3 separate regions of the Gossypium hirsutum genome follow, and regions 1 and 3 are each linked to region 2. The links are chromatin contacts, called in public Hi-C maps. All regions are on one chromosome and are shown on one strand. Each heading gives the region's core, a stretch centred on a gene start, on an enhancer-like site or on the middle of the called end of the contact. The rest is flanking DNA. Distances are from core to core; before and after follow the strand shown. Region 1 holds the start of LOC107917779 (protein S-acyltransferase 24). Region 2 holds the start of LOC107904835 (protein OS-9 homolog). Region 3 holds the start of LOC107917798 (carbon catabolite repressor protein 4 homolog 6).

Region 1 (4,414 bases), core at 1,444-3,943, 560 kb after region 2:
AGAGGAAGCAAGAAACATCTTTCATTTAGCCCAAGGCATGCAGTTATAATTAGCAACAAAGGGCTTGAATTGTGTAAGATTGAAGACAAAAACAAATATATATATATTATTAAACTGTTGCCAAAAGAACAATCATTAACCAAGCTAGATGCTATGGAACCTACAAGGAAAAAAGCAACTTGTCTGTGATTTTTTTCAGAAGCAAGCTGTGCAGGTGTAAGGCCAGAATTATCAGTGATCATCAAGTCCTCCTTCTTGCCAGCTTGTACTAAGACAGTGCAAGCTTCTAGATTACCCTTAATAGCTGCCCAATGGAGAGGAGTGCAACCTGATTAAAAGATGAAGCATGGTTAGTCAAGCAAAATTATGCATGCAATTAAATATTTCACAGGTACATATTGTCTATACTAGATTAACAGATGAAATTACATAGAAATGGCACTTTAAACCTAAGGATAAGAAAATTACCCTCTTTGTCCTGACGCCCTCTATCTGCATCTAGAAATAAAAGAAGACGTATGCAATCGGCAAAACCTTTATAAGCGGCCCTAGAATTATGCATATTGCAAGGAAGTTAGAATAAATATAACAGATCTGATTCTTGTAAAACTGCATTATGCAATCAAGCAATTTGTAGGAAAGAAATGAACAAAATAGTTACAATACTTAAGCAGTGCAAAGAAATAAATATAACAGATCTGACTTCACATTATGCAGACATATCTTGGACCATTCAAGTGAATAAAGAGCAAGGTAAATGAACTTCCTCTTACCAGTGCAAAGGACTTCGCCCACTATAATCTGGAATATCAGGGTCAGCATTCCATTTTGAAACAATATGATACAGGAAAGCAGTCTGACCATACTGGGTGGCAACATGTGTTACCTGCATCAAATTACATTAAATAAACGTGCATCCATCTGGAGGTTGGAGTGAAAGCAATAAGTACATGTATAACGTTATCATCCCACAATCAAATTGTAAACAGAAAAAATGAAAGCATAAGTTTGTGCATCAACTTAAGAAGCATAAGCCCACACTTGCGTTATAAACTTCAAGACCAAGAAAAAAAAAACACAATTACAAGAAAAGGGAAAAGAAAGTGTATCACCAACAGCAGTAAAGAACAGCTGCATAAATTAGAATATGATAGAGACGATACTAAAAGGAGAAATATTAGAGAGGAAATATAAGGGGGATTTAATAGGTTAGCAAGCCAGAGTAAACAAGAATGCATAGTACTTCAACATTTTTTGAGGTCCTAAACTAGGAGAGAAAGGGAACAAATATCATCTGCAGCAACAGTCTTGACTAAAATGCATAGCAAAAATATATATTCTTTAAGCCTCAAAAGATCAATATGATGTAATGAAAACCATATACTGCTGAGTTCTACTGCTCCTAAAACACATATAAATGATGCTTATGCTGGTATAAAACCAACTTCAAGCAGAGAAGAATGTCTAAAACAGCTAGCACTGTTTAGACATTTATTTACATCACTGATCACATTCCCAAATCCATTTGAGAAGAACCATATAATTTCACCTGGTAGCCATAGATGTCAGCAGCATGCACCCGAGCACCCTCTTGGAGTAAAATATCAGCAACTTGTATCGCACCTCGGACTGCACTCCAATGCAAGGCTGTCTGCCCGTTGTGATCTGCAGCATGTATATCTCCACCATGCTAGCAAATAAAGAAAACCCAAAAACCAGTCACTTCAACCGAATTTAATCCAATGAAAACTTCAATACCAACATGAAACAGCTTAAAAGAATGGATTCCCAAAAACCATTTCAGTAAACCCATTAAAAGCCTGATCAAGCAAACTTTTTAAAGATACGGAATCCATAAACCCAGTTGACTAATAAATAAAATCAACTCCAAACTCTGACAATAAAAGGCAATTCAGAAAATCCATCAAAAAACCATAAAAAGAAGGATAAAAGACCTCGATGATGTACTGAGCAGCAGCTGTTCTATTATTCAAAGCAGCCCATTGGAGGGCATAGTAACCAAGGCCATCAGGCTCGGAAAGAGAGCGACCCTCGTACTCAACCAACCTTTGGAGCTTCTCCAAATCCCCATAAGCAGCAACCGTGTAGACATCATTCCTCAAGCTCTCATCATCAACGAAACCACCAACAACCCCATTGTTCCCTCCCCCATAATATCCATTTCCATTCGCCAGAACGCCATCCAATTGCTTCAAGGGTTGAACGTCTTCAACAACCTCGATCTCCGACGACATCTCTCCAAAAAAACCCAACAACCAAAACAGTCCTACGAAGGAAAAATCGAAATCTCCTTTTCAATTATCTCCGGTTGACTTTGTTTCTGAATATTTTTTTTTAGTTTTCTCTTAAATTGGAAAAAAAATGAAAAATGGTGGGGCCGGTTAGGGTTTTTCGAGGAAAGAAGGGGAAGGGGAAGGGGGGGAGGAATGTGGTTGCGCTTTGGCGTCCTTTGCGTTTTGACTAAAGAGGCCGAAACCAATCGAAAGCCAAAGCGATTATCCGTAGGAATGAAAGTCAATTTCAGAGAAAAGAGAAGGAAGATCCATTGCCGATTGTTTCTCTCTTTTCTTTCTAATGTTTGCTCATTGACCCCGTCAACTTTACCTATTTACATCATTCAGCATATCCCTTTCCTTTTGTCAACTTGTATTTATTTCTTATTTTATTCATTTTTCATCAACGCAACTTTGTATTTCTTATTTATATTTATACTCCTACTATTTTTAATCCACTTAGCGTTATATTTTTTAAAAACCTTTATTTTCATATAAAATATTAAAAAGTTATTTTCTTGAAAATTATTTTTACAGAAAAACCTACCATCCAAATCATCTAACACATGGAGACGGGCTTTGCAAAGTTTTATTACAAGAAGGGATTTATTAAAAATAAATAAAACCTTCTCCAACGTCAATAACAAAATTCTTCTTATAATATTTTAGTTATTTAACTTTTTTAAATCAAATTTTCTTTTATCAAAAGTGGGGTCAATTTTGGTGTTGTCTCTAGTCACACCTTCTATTTTAATTTTTCTTATTCTTAGTCGACATTATCATGATTTTTCTCTACACTTTCGTGGATTTTTGTTTTGTCCATTCAACCTTTTTCTGAAAGCAATTGCAGTTTTAGTTTTTAGTTTTTAATTTTCAATCTATAGTTATTTTCTAGTGTATATATGAGATTTGATAAGGTAAGGGTACCACCCAATAGACCTATTGGGAACTATTCTCAAAGGGCCTTATCATGATAAAGTATAGTGACAGTGTTTTTAAAATTGGAATCCGAGATGATGATGAAAGGATAGACTATCTAAGACTTGGCATTTTGTGCATCACTGATGCGGTGGGTCCCTTGGGACTCTTGGCAGTAGTTTCTTGGTTGATTCGAGTTCAACATTAGGTTGGTTTGACCTTGACAAAATTTGCCTACTATGTTCATCCAACCTTGATAAGAATTGCCTACTATGTTTATTTCTCGTTTGTACAAATTTGAAGATGTTTTCCAAATGAGATGCCTACAAGTTTACCAATTTTTTTAGGCATTGAGTATTAAACCAACTTTATGTCGAGTTTTATAATTTTTAATTGACTAGCTTATCAGAGTAATCCTAAATATATGGAGTTGCAAATGTAAGTGCAAGAATTGTAAAAAAAGGGACATGTTCAAGAATCCCTTAGTCTTTGCATGGTTTCGATAATTTTAGTGCCTAAAGTTGGTAGTTTTAGAATGTATGTTGATTGTAGAGTTATTAATAGTGTTACCATTAAATATAAGCATCCAATTCCTAGACTTGACGATATGTTTGATAAATCACATGGTGCATCCATCTTAATTAAAATTTATCTCAAAAGGAGTTATCATCAAATTCTAATGAAAGGTGATGATAAATAGAACAAGCATTTTAAAACAAATATAGACTTCATGAGTGGTTGGTAATGCCTTTTGGTTTAACTAATGCACCTAGTGTTTTCATGAGAGTGATGAATCACATTTTGAGACAATATTTAGGAAAATTTGTTGTTGTTTACTTTCATGAAATTTTAATCTATAGTGCATAATTAATGACCATGTTAAGAATGTTAGATTAGTTTTGAATTGTTTTTGTTAGGAACAACTTTTATTCTAACATTGAGAAGCATAATTTTTCATAGACAAGTTGATCTTTCTAAGATTTATATTTAGTGCAAAAGGGATTGAATTTGATAAAGAAAAGGTGAGAATCATTCAAGTATGGTCTACTCCTAAATCTAATTTTGACTATAGACTTGCTAATTTGTATAAACATTTTGTGAAATATTTCTACACACTTATTGCCCTACAAATCAAAATCGTAAAAAAGAATATAGGATTTAAGTAGGACAACAAGCAAGAGAAGGCCTTTTAAAATTTGAAA
Region 2 (4,615 bases), core at 171-2,670:
ATGGTAGGGAGAGTCTTCAGAATGGAACTCAATCTTGTATTTTGGTTCACGGGAGCTTCGACCAAGTGTGCTAGCTGTTTATCAGTTAAGTAATAGAAAAGCATCAGAAAGCAAAAAAAACTTGATCCCAGTAGAACCAATATTCTAAATACTAAAAAAGAAAGAAAGAATACTATGACATTCCCAATGAATCAGTTGCAATAGTTAGATGGAAACGCTGTATATGATAGAATCACGCACAAAGATGGACTTGGTTGCAACAATTAATAGCTCTTTCTAATGGCATTCGTGGTGAGTGAAGACCACGCATTCTATTTTTTCTTCTTCTTTATTTCATTCTCCGGTTTCATTTGTTTCTAAAGTTCACCCATCTTTATTTAAGAACCAATAACCATTCAATTGACCCAAAGCCACAAAGGTATAAGAACATAAGCAACTTGTGGTTCACCATGTAGGTCAGCTATGATCCATAATATCCAAATTTATCAAACAATCAGCACCTAGCATAACTTTGCTCTCATCAATAAATGCTCACTTTCAAAAGTAGTTGGCATTCACAAATAAAAAACTAAATTCAACTGCAAACTCTTTCTAGTTGTGAAAAAGTATAAAACACTACTGATGCCGAAACCACTTTACTCAGATCATAAAAATATTCATCATATTGTCTTGCAAGAAGCCCTAGAAGTAAAGTAGGCATCAATTCTAGGCTACCGAAGAACCACTGGTATCTCCCATTTGATCACAATACCTAACTGAATCAAATTCCAAAACCACAAAACCCCCTTCTCTAACCAACAAGGGATGTAGCTGTAATAAAGCTCCTTCCTGCCTTTGGTGCTAATTTCACTGCTTAAGCACTACTAATGACTTAGTCATCAATTTTTTTACGGACAAATCGTTCTCCAATTGTGAAAAAAAGAGGAACCTATGAACAACCATATACTACTAATTAACAATAAAAAAGTAGTATGTCTTATAAATAATATAGAAAACATTCATTCATCTAAAACAATAAAATCACTGGGAATAGATATTTTAAGCCCACCTCATGAGCTCAACTCAAAGAAAATCCACAATTTAAAAACACACACACAAAATTAAGATTAATTAACACAAAAGGGGAAAAAACTATGAAATATCGGCTTACCTACATGAGATGGGAAAATCTGATCGGCTAAGACATTGCTGCACACGATACATAAAACTGCTACCAAACTAACAAATAATCTCATATTGCCTTGTACTATTTTTTTCTTTTTCTCTTTTTTAAAAAAAAAACAAAAATATTGAATAATAATTTGTTTTGTGCTTGCTAAGAATAGGTAAACGGAAAAAGATGTATCCAGTACTGTTGAAGATGACTCAAGTCTACGCAGGTTGGCCAATGAGATGTAGCCACGTCATGCAAAGCTGTGACAGTGGCGGAGATGGGCTTCGTTTTGTTTGTGTTTAAAAGCGTAAGCCTTCAACATGTTTATGGACCTAAGCCCGGAAATTATCCCATCTCATAATACAAGGTGAAGTGTTTTAAGGGATAATATAACCTTTAGTCCTTTAACTTGGTAATTTTTTTAACTTTAATCTCTAAACTTTTTTGGTTCACATTAATCTTTAAACTTATCAGTTTTTTTTTAATTTGGTCCCTAAATTTGGATTTCATTAATGCATAATGACATGGCACTCTAAAATTATGTTATATCATCACTTCAATTTTTATAATTTTAAAAAAAATTAATAATTTTTATGTAAATTTTATATATTTAATTTTTCAAGTGATGATATGGCACAATATAGAGTGTTATACCCTAATGCAAACCAAATTCAGTTTCGAAATTTTGGGTAGGGCTGAAAATGAACCGAGCTTAAACAAACAAACATTTGTTTATGTTCATTTGTTTATTTTTAAGTTTTGTTCATGTTCAATTTGTGTTCGTTAAGAATTTTAATTTTTTTTATGTTCGTTTATTTAAAATTATATGTGTTCATGTTCATTTGTTTAATGTTCACAAATATGTTCGTTTAACTTAATCGAACATGTTCACGAACATTAAACGAGCATCTTTATGAACATATAATTGAACATGTTTACGAACAATGTTAATGAATAATAAATAAACAAACAAATGATAAATAAACATATACACACATATATATTATTTAGATATAAAATAGTCAAATATTAATATTAATAATTATATTATAAATGAAAAAAATACAAACCAAGATAATTTTATTAATATATACTAATGGAACAATAAACGAGTTTTAAATGATTTATTAAACGAACTTTAAATGAGCTGGTTCATGAACATAAATAAACTAAATAAGCTTTGTTTGTATTCAGTTCGTTTAATAAACAAGCTTCAAAATCTTGTTCATGTTCATTTATTTAGCTTAATAAACAAACATAAACGAACAAAAATCGAATTGTTCATTGAATGTTCTGTTCATTTACAATCCTAATTCTGAAACTAATGCGGAGAAAAAGTTTTTTGGACCAAGTTGGGAAAATTTCCCAATGTAACTCCCCAAATTTGGGCCTAGAAGGAATAGGCCTTGAGCATGGGAACAGCCAAGAGAGTGCACATAAGTATTTAGTTCTGCAAGAAAATGACACAATTGAGTGTGTGGCTTAGTGGTTGTGTGCTTTGGGAGTGTTTGAGAAGTCCTGGGTTCAAACTTGGGCTTTAGCAAAATTTTTAATTTTAAGTGAATAGGGCTCTGGGTTCTAGAAAGTAGGCTCCTTTAATTAAATTAGGTAAGATATGATACAAAGAGAGTTGTGGTGTAGTGGTAGTGGCATGTTGTGCTTTTAAAGAGGTTAGGGGTTTGAGTCACTCTTTGCACAAAAGAGTATTTATTTTATTCCTAGCTCCTCTTCTTGCTTTTGGATGCCGAATTTAGTTGTGTTCGGTTTGGCCTTTTTGTTGTTGTGGCTGAATAATGCTTATTTCTTTTCGAGTCTTCTCTCTTTTGTGCCTTTGCGATTTATGCTCCCTTTCTAACCCCTTTTTCTTAAAGTTATTGACTTCCGTTCTCCTCTTCTTCATTTGCTTGTTTCTTTTCTTCATGACCGATTGCTGTTGTCCTCCCCCTCAATGCTTTCGATTTTGATTCCATATTCCCCCTCCCTTAATTGTTGAAGTCTCTAGCCCGATTACCTTGACTGTTTTCCTCTTTATCTCATTCAGCTTTGGTTTGTGGTGGTTGAGTCATTCTTTTTCCTTCTCCCTTCTTTTGGTACAATCAGATTCTAGCTAGTCGTCAGTGCTCCTGCGTTGACCTTCTAGGAGCCAATTCTTTCTGTTATTCCTCTCTGTCGATCTGGGTGGTAAGTACTATTTCGTTGGATGTTGTTTCTCTCCATTCTTTTCTCTTCGGTCATAGCTATGGTTCTCTTTTAACCTTTTCTTTCTGATTGGCATTGTTAGGGGAGTGGTGACGTTAGTTCTGCCTCGTCTTAGCGGCTATCTTGTTGGGGATTGTGAATTGATTGTTTCCACCCTCAAGAATCGGTTTCACAATTCTTTTTGTCAATCTGTAGTAATCTGTAATCGATCTTCGGTGGCGTCTAAGGGGTGAGGAACCTTAAGTGTTCGATCAAGGTTAGTGTCGTACCATGATTAGGATAGGTTTTATTAAAAGGTTAATTACCCATTTGTTAAAGGACTGACGTTAGGGATATAGTTGAATATAGGTTGGTGTTCGAGGGAACTGCACTCTTTTCGCAAATAGGTGTGTATTCACACACTGAATAGACTGTAGAACGGCAAAAGCCGAAAAGCCAAAAAAACTAAAAGAATGGCTTTTTTGCCACATGGATGTGCGAACGCACATGTGATAACCGAGCCCATGAATCATGGGCATAATATTGTAGAGGCCACCTTGAGCGTTCTCATGGGCTTAGGCTATTATGGGCCTCGATGGGCCGAAATGGGTCGTGTGGGCCTAATGGGCTTGTGGGCCCCACACGGATAGATTCACGTTATGTGGCAAATACTGGACTGGGCTATGTAGTTCACATGGCCGTGGTCATTTTTAGGCTAAGTGGGCCACACGGGCGTGTGGGCCCACATGGGCTGCATAATGGGCTGTGGGCCCATTTGTATTGTTATGTATGTTGAGGTTACACAAGTCATTCGAGACAATTGTGGACCTTCTGATGGGTCGGTAAGTGTGCCTAGACCCATTTTAATGAAAATGACCGAAATACCCCTAAAGGTAAAATGACTATTTTGCCCTCGAGGGTAAATGACTAGCTTGTGCTATGATTTGATTGTTTTTTTTTAGCATAACATTCTGCATACACGTATGATTTATGACATGACATATTTCATGGGATTGGGATACTATTATGGATGAAGTATACTGTACCGGTGGCATTGCCACATATTCTGTTACTGGCAGCACTGCTGCGATATTTATGGCTTGATGTCGCTACTGATGGCTTTGTGCCGCTATTGATGGCTTTGTGCCACTACTGATGGCTTTGTGCCGCTACTGATGGCTTTGTGTCGATATCGATGGCTTTGTGCCACTACTGATGGCTTTGGGCCACTATTGATGGCTGTGTGCCGCTACTGACGGCTTCGTGCCGCTACTCATGGCTTTG
Region 3 (4,309 bases), core at 154-2,653, 800 kb after region 2:
GAGTAATTATAGTCCATAATTAAGTCGCTAATGGAAACACTCATTTACTGCTCATCTATTTTTCAAAAGCCTCAAAAATTTATCAATGCTGGTGGCGGTATGCAGAAACTAAACGGATGTAAGAGAACAAAAACAAAAACCTTTTAATGAGAGGCTAAGGACTGGACTTACAACCTATTTATTATACTAATTATAGATAGAGCAAGCTTCTAGCAAATCAATAATTTTCAAGATAAAAATGGAATCAAATTACAGGCCTCCATATTTTGTTCGCATATGTCAAACTTGATTACAGTTCTGAAACATAGAAGAGGGATAAAGGATAACCTGAAAGCACAAAATATCAGCTGACCATAAACTGATCTCAAACATTAAATTCCTCATCCTCCACTCCCAATTCATCATATGGAAAGGTATATGGAAGTAAAGATTCCGATGGGTACTAGCAAGGTAATCCGCCAATACATTATATGAAAGGACAACAAACTTATCTGCAAATGATATATATAAAAATTAATCAAAACAACTAAATAAGCTATCTTTCAATTTGGTTTCTGCTGTTACTACTTACTCTCTGCTATTTGCTTGTCTGCTTCAAAATTTTGCTAAATTTCTTTTACAGAGAAAAGGAACAAATTCACGATATTTTCTTTTTAAAAGTTTTTTTTTTCTCTTTGAAGAAACAGAAGCGATGGAAAACAGAGATTAAGCATACTGATATTAATTACCAGAACGCGGAGGCGGCGGAGTTCCTGCGTACTTCCATTCCCGGTAATCCCAGGGCTTGGAATTGCGGGGACGGAAAGGCTTAGGCGCAGGATTTTGACCAAATGGATGACGTGGCGGTTGACAACGGTTGTACGGACGAGCCGGAGGAGGTTGGCGAAAAAACTGTTGGTTTTGGTTGTAAGGAGATGAAGGCCTAGGGTTATAACCGAACTGCTGAGACTGAAAGGAGTTTTGGTTGGAGAAATTTCCTCGACGGAAACCTAAGTTCGCTTCTCCAACAGAGTCCAAGTTCGAATCCCCTGTAAGTAGATGGCCTCTTCCGCCGCTGTTGGTTCGGTCGGAGAAGCTTCTGCCCCATTGATTTCGACCGCCTCGATGCTGTTACAGTTAGAAATTTGAATGTTAGCGCACATAGATGGAAATATAATACACAGGGCAATGTGTTTGAGAGGAGATGAAGTACGGGACGTTGGTAAGAGAACATGGCGGTGGTGTCGGCTGTAGCAGTGGCGGCAAGGAATTTGAGCAGTAGATGAGGACAACGCCGCATCGAAAGAAACTGTTTCAGTGAAGTGGAACCAGAGCGGTAAGCGGCTGGAATCAACTAATAATAATAATAATATCAATCGTGCAAATTACTAGAAACTCTAGCATGCAAAACATTTAGGACATAATTTATGTTTCACAATAATATTCGATAAATAATAAAAATATATGATTAGAAATTAATTAATAATATTTAAAATTAGAAATTAATTAATAATATTTAAAATATATTTAATATTAAAATAAAAATTAGTTCAAATTATGAGGAAAATGAATTTTAAATAAGTAAATATGTTATATTAAGCTCCTTTTTGTTAATTGTATAATAATATGAGGAAAAAGTTACTTAATGCATATATTTTAAAATAGTTAATGCCTTGTTTTTTACTCCCTGGCATTTTTTTATAAACGGGTATTTTTTTTAAAGAGTTGGAGGCATTGATCTATCATTATTGGTGGGTATTGGGGATCGACTCAATTAAAGAACGAATAAGTAAAAATAGCGAAAGAAATTGAGAATTTGAACATACAAATTTAACGTGGAAAATCTCTCAAAAGTAAATAAAAAATCACAGGTAAAGATAATTTTACTATAATGATAAAAGAACGAATAGTATAAAAGATGGAGATAACTAAATCCCAAAACTCAAAAATAAAGAACCCTCAAAATGTTAACACAAAATTCTCCAAAAAAGGTTGTAAAAGAGCTTAATCTTCTAAAAAGAAAATATACTTTGTTTAACTTACTTAAGAGCAATTTCTTATTTAATAGGAATTTGGGTCACATAACTCTAACAATCTCCACCAAGTCTTTCGGGGTTATTATCGTCTACACAACCAACTTTATATGAAGACCTAGGACATGCCAAAAACCTAATTCTAGCTACCAACACTCCTGTAAAAAAGATCTTAGGGGTTTGATGTAATTAAGTCGACTTAAACGCATTCAAAAACCCTCGTAGATTAGGAGTAAGATTAAACTTAGTTTTCTTTCAGTTTTCATAAACTCATTGTTTTTTATTTTTCTTTGAATCGATTTCGATCCAAGATTTCTTTTATATTATTGAAGTATTTTAGTTATTTCTTCTTCATAAACGATGATAGTTGATTATTCCAGTTAAGAGATTCATTACTCCTGTAACATCCCAAAAATAATTTTGAGTTGGAACATCCATTGATTTGTGGATTTCCTCTCAAAATTCAAGATCTACTATTAAAGAACCATGTGTTCTTGTAAGAAGATGACATTGATAAAAATCATTTAATTGACTCTCAAATCATGTAAAAATGTTTCTAATCACATAAAAACAAGTTTAGGATTGAAGATTACCTTTGATTCGCTATAAATTCATTGATTGAAAATCTTGATTCAAGAAACTTGATAAATTTCAGAATATTTTTTGCTACTTTTGAGAATAATTTTGGGTGAATTGAGAGAGCATTTTGAGAATGAAATTGGTTGGATCTATTCTCTAATGATAGATCTTCAAAATCATGCAAAGAAAATGAATTTTAAAGCTCTCTAAATTTTCTCTCAAAAATTCTAATTTTAAGGTTTATTTTCCATATAAATACTTTAAAGTTTCCTTTGTTTTACAATTAAATCCTATTTAATTAATATTTAAATTTTACTCAATTTACCCCTAATAAAAATTATTTTAAAATTCTTTTCAACCAAAATTGATTAGTTTCACTAATAATTATTTAAAATCTTTAAAATTGATTTTTTGAAAATATTTTTTAAAATTTTTTGGATTATTGTTTCATCGAATTTAGATAAAATTAACCTCTTAAATTGAATTAAAAATCACTGGAAACCCTATAAATTCCTTAGAAACCCTATAAATTTCTAGTTTCACACTTAGAACCCGAAAAATATACCCAAAACTACTAGACCCGGTTTAGGGATATTACAACTCCACCTTCAACTGAACTGTATGTGGAGAAATATTCTCTCGGGGACTCATGTGGAAACAACATCCTGAATCTAGGATCCACCCGAAGGTAAGCTCAGAGTTATCGCTCGTTGACACTAACAAGAAATCATCCCTGCCTTCGTCTACCAAATTAGCACCATCTACATCTTCCTTGTTACTATCAACAACCCCTTTATTTTACAGTTTATAACAATCTCCTTTGACGTTTCCTAACTTCTTACAACAGTGATACCTTTTGCTCGCTTATTTTATGCATGGTAGATGGGACCTTGAATTCTTTTGGAATGTGAAAGGCCATATGATGTGTTTTGGTGGTCGACCATGTACCTATAGACATATACATGCTGCGAATTAAAACATGAAAAACATGATGCATGATAAATTAAAACAACAAACATGTAAATATCAATTAAAGAACTCAAATGATGGATTTCATTTGAACTTTGGGTCCCTAGCATTTAAGCCAAACTCGAGTCCTTCTAGCTGAAACACATGATGTGACCGAGATCACATTAAGCGTTTTGAGTTCAAATTGAATTGTAAACATGATTTTTTTTTTCTAGATTTTATTTTAAAAGACTAAAATAACATTAAATTAAGATTTATTACTTTATTAAAATAAGGGCATTTTGGAAATTTAATAATTAACTTGGGACCTGATAATGGGTGACACCAAATCAATCAAAATCTTTATCGTATAACTAGAACTTTATTACATGCGTATGTGTAACATCCCGAAATAAGGCCTAGTCGGAACAGTGGTTTCGAGACCATAAATTCGATAAAGAAAATTTCATTTTTATTATATTTTTATGGTCTACGATTTCACGAAATAATATTGTGAAAATTTCGTTCGAAAATTTCGACGTTTGGGCACTCAATTTGGTCAAAAGGACTAAATTGTAAAAAGTGCAAAAGTTAAATTCTACATGTTAGAGGTGTCTAATTGTTATGAGTTTTAAAATTAAAGGTCTTTAAATGGTAATTAGACCATTTTGAAGTTTGTGGACAAAAATGGACATGGTATGATAGGTTTTTAAAAGTTTTTCATTAAGGGCATTTTAGTAAATTGGTAATTAAATGAATGAAAAAGCCAG

What was found. A called contact is a pair of places that touch in the nucleus more often than the background predicts.
Region 1: a contact with region 2 is called in a Hi-C map of leaf, with 2.3 times the contacts expected there. The contact joins the promoter of LOC107917779 here to the promoter of LOC107904835 in region 2. A contact is called at or near these places in 3 of 34 Hi-C or Micro-C datasets (all in leaf).
Region 3: a Hi-C map of leaf shows a contact between it and region 2, with 1.9 times the contacts expected there. The contact joins the promoter of LOC107917798 here to the promoter of LOC107904835 in region 2. A contact is called at or near these places in 2 of 34 Hi-C or Micro-C datasets (callus and leaf).

What each region holds. Positions count from the first base shown.
Region 1 is chrA08:31,951,527-31,955,940 of Gossypium_hirsutum_v2.1, forward strand. It overlaps LOC107917779 (protein S-acyltransferase 24), which reads right to left and starts at 2,694. Exons shown (of 13, transcript XM_016847089.2): 1 at 1,956-2,694; 2 at 1,550-1,690; 3 at 774-886; 4 at 469-548; 5 at 165-328. The coding sequence starts at 2,255.
Region 2 is chrA08:31,390,079-31,394,693 of Gossypium_hirsutum_v2.1, forward strand. It overlaps LOC107904835 (protein OS-9 homolog), which reads right to left and starts at 1,421. Exons shown (of 8, transcript XM_016831371.2): 1 at 1,151-1,421; 2 at 1-74. The coding sequence starts at 1,235.
Region 3 is chrA08:32,189,912-32,194,220 of Gossypium_hirsutum_v2.1, forward strand. It overlaps LOC107917798 (carbon catabolite repressor protein 4 homolog 6), which reads right to left and starts at 1,404. Exons shown (of 15, transcript XM_016847114.2): 1 at 1,193-1,404; 2 at 729-1,107; 3 at 328-491. The coding sequence starts at 1,279.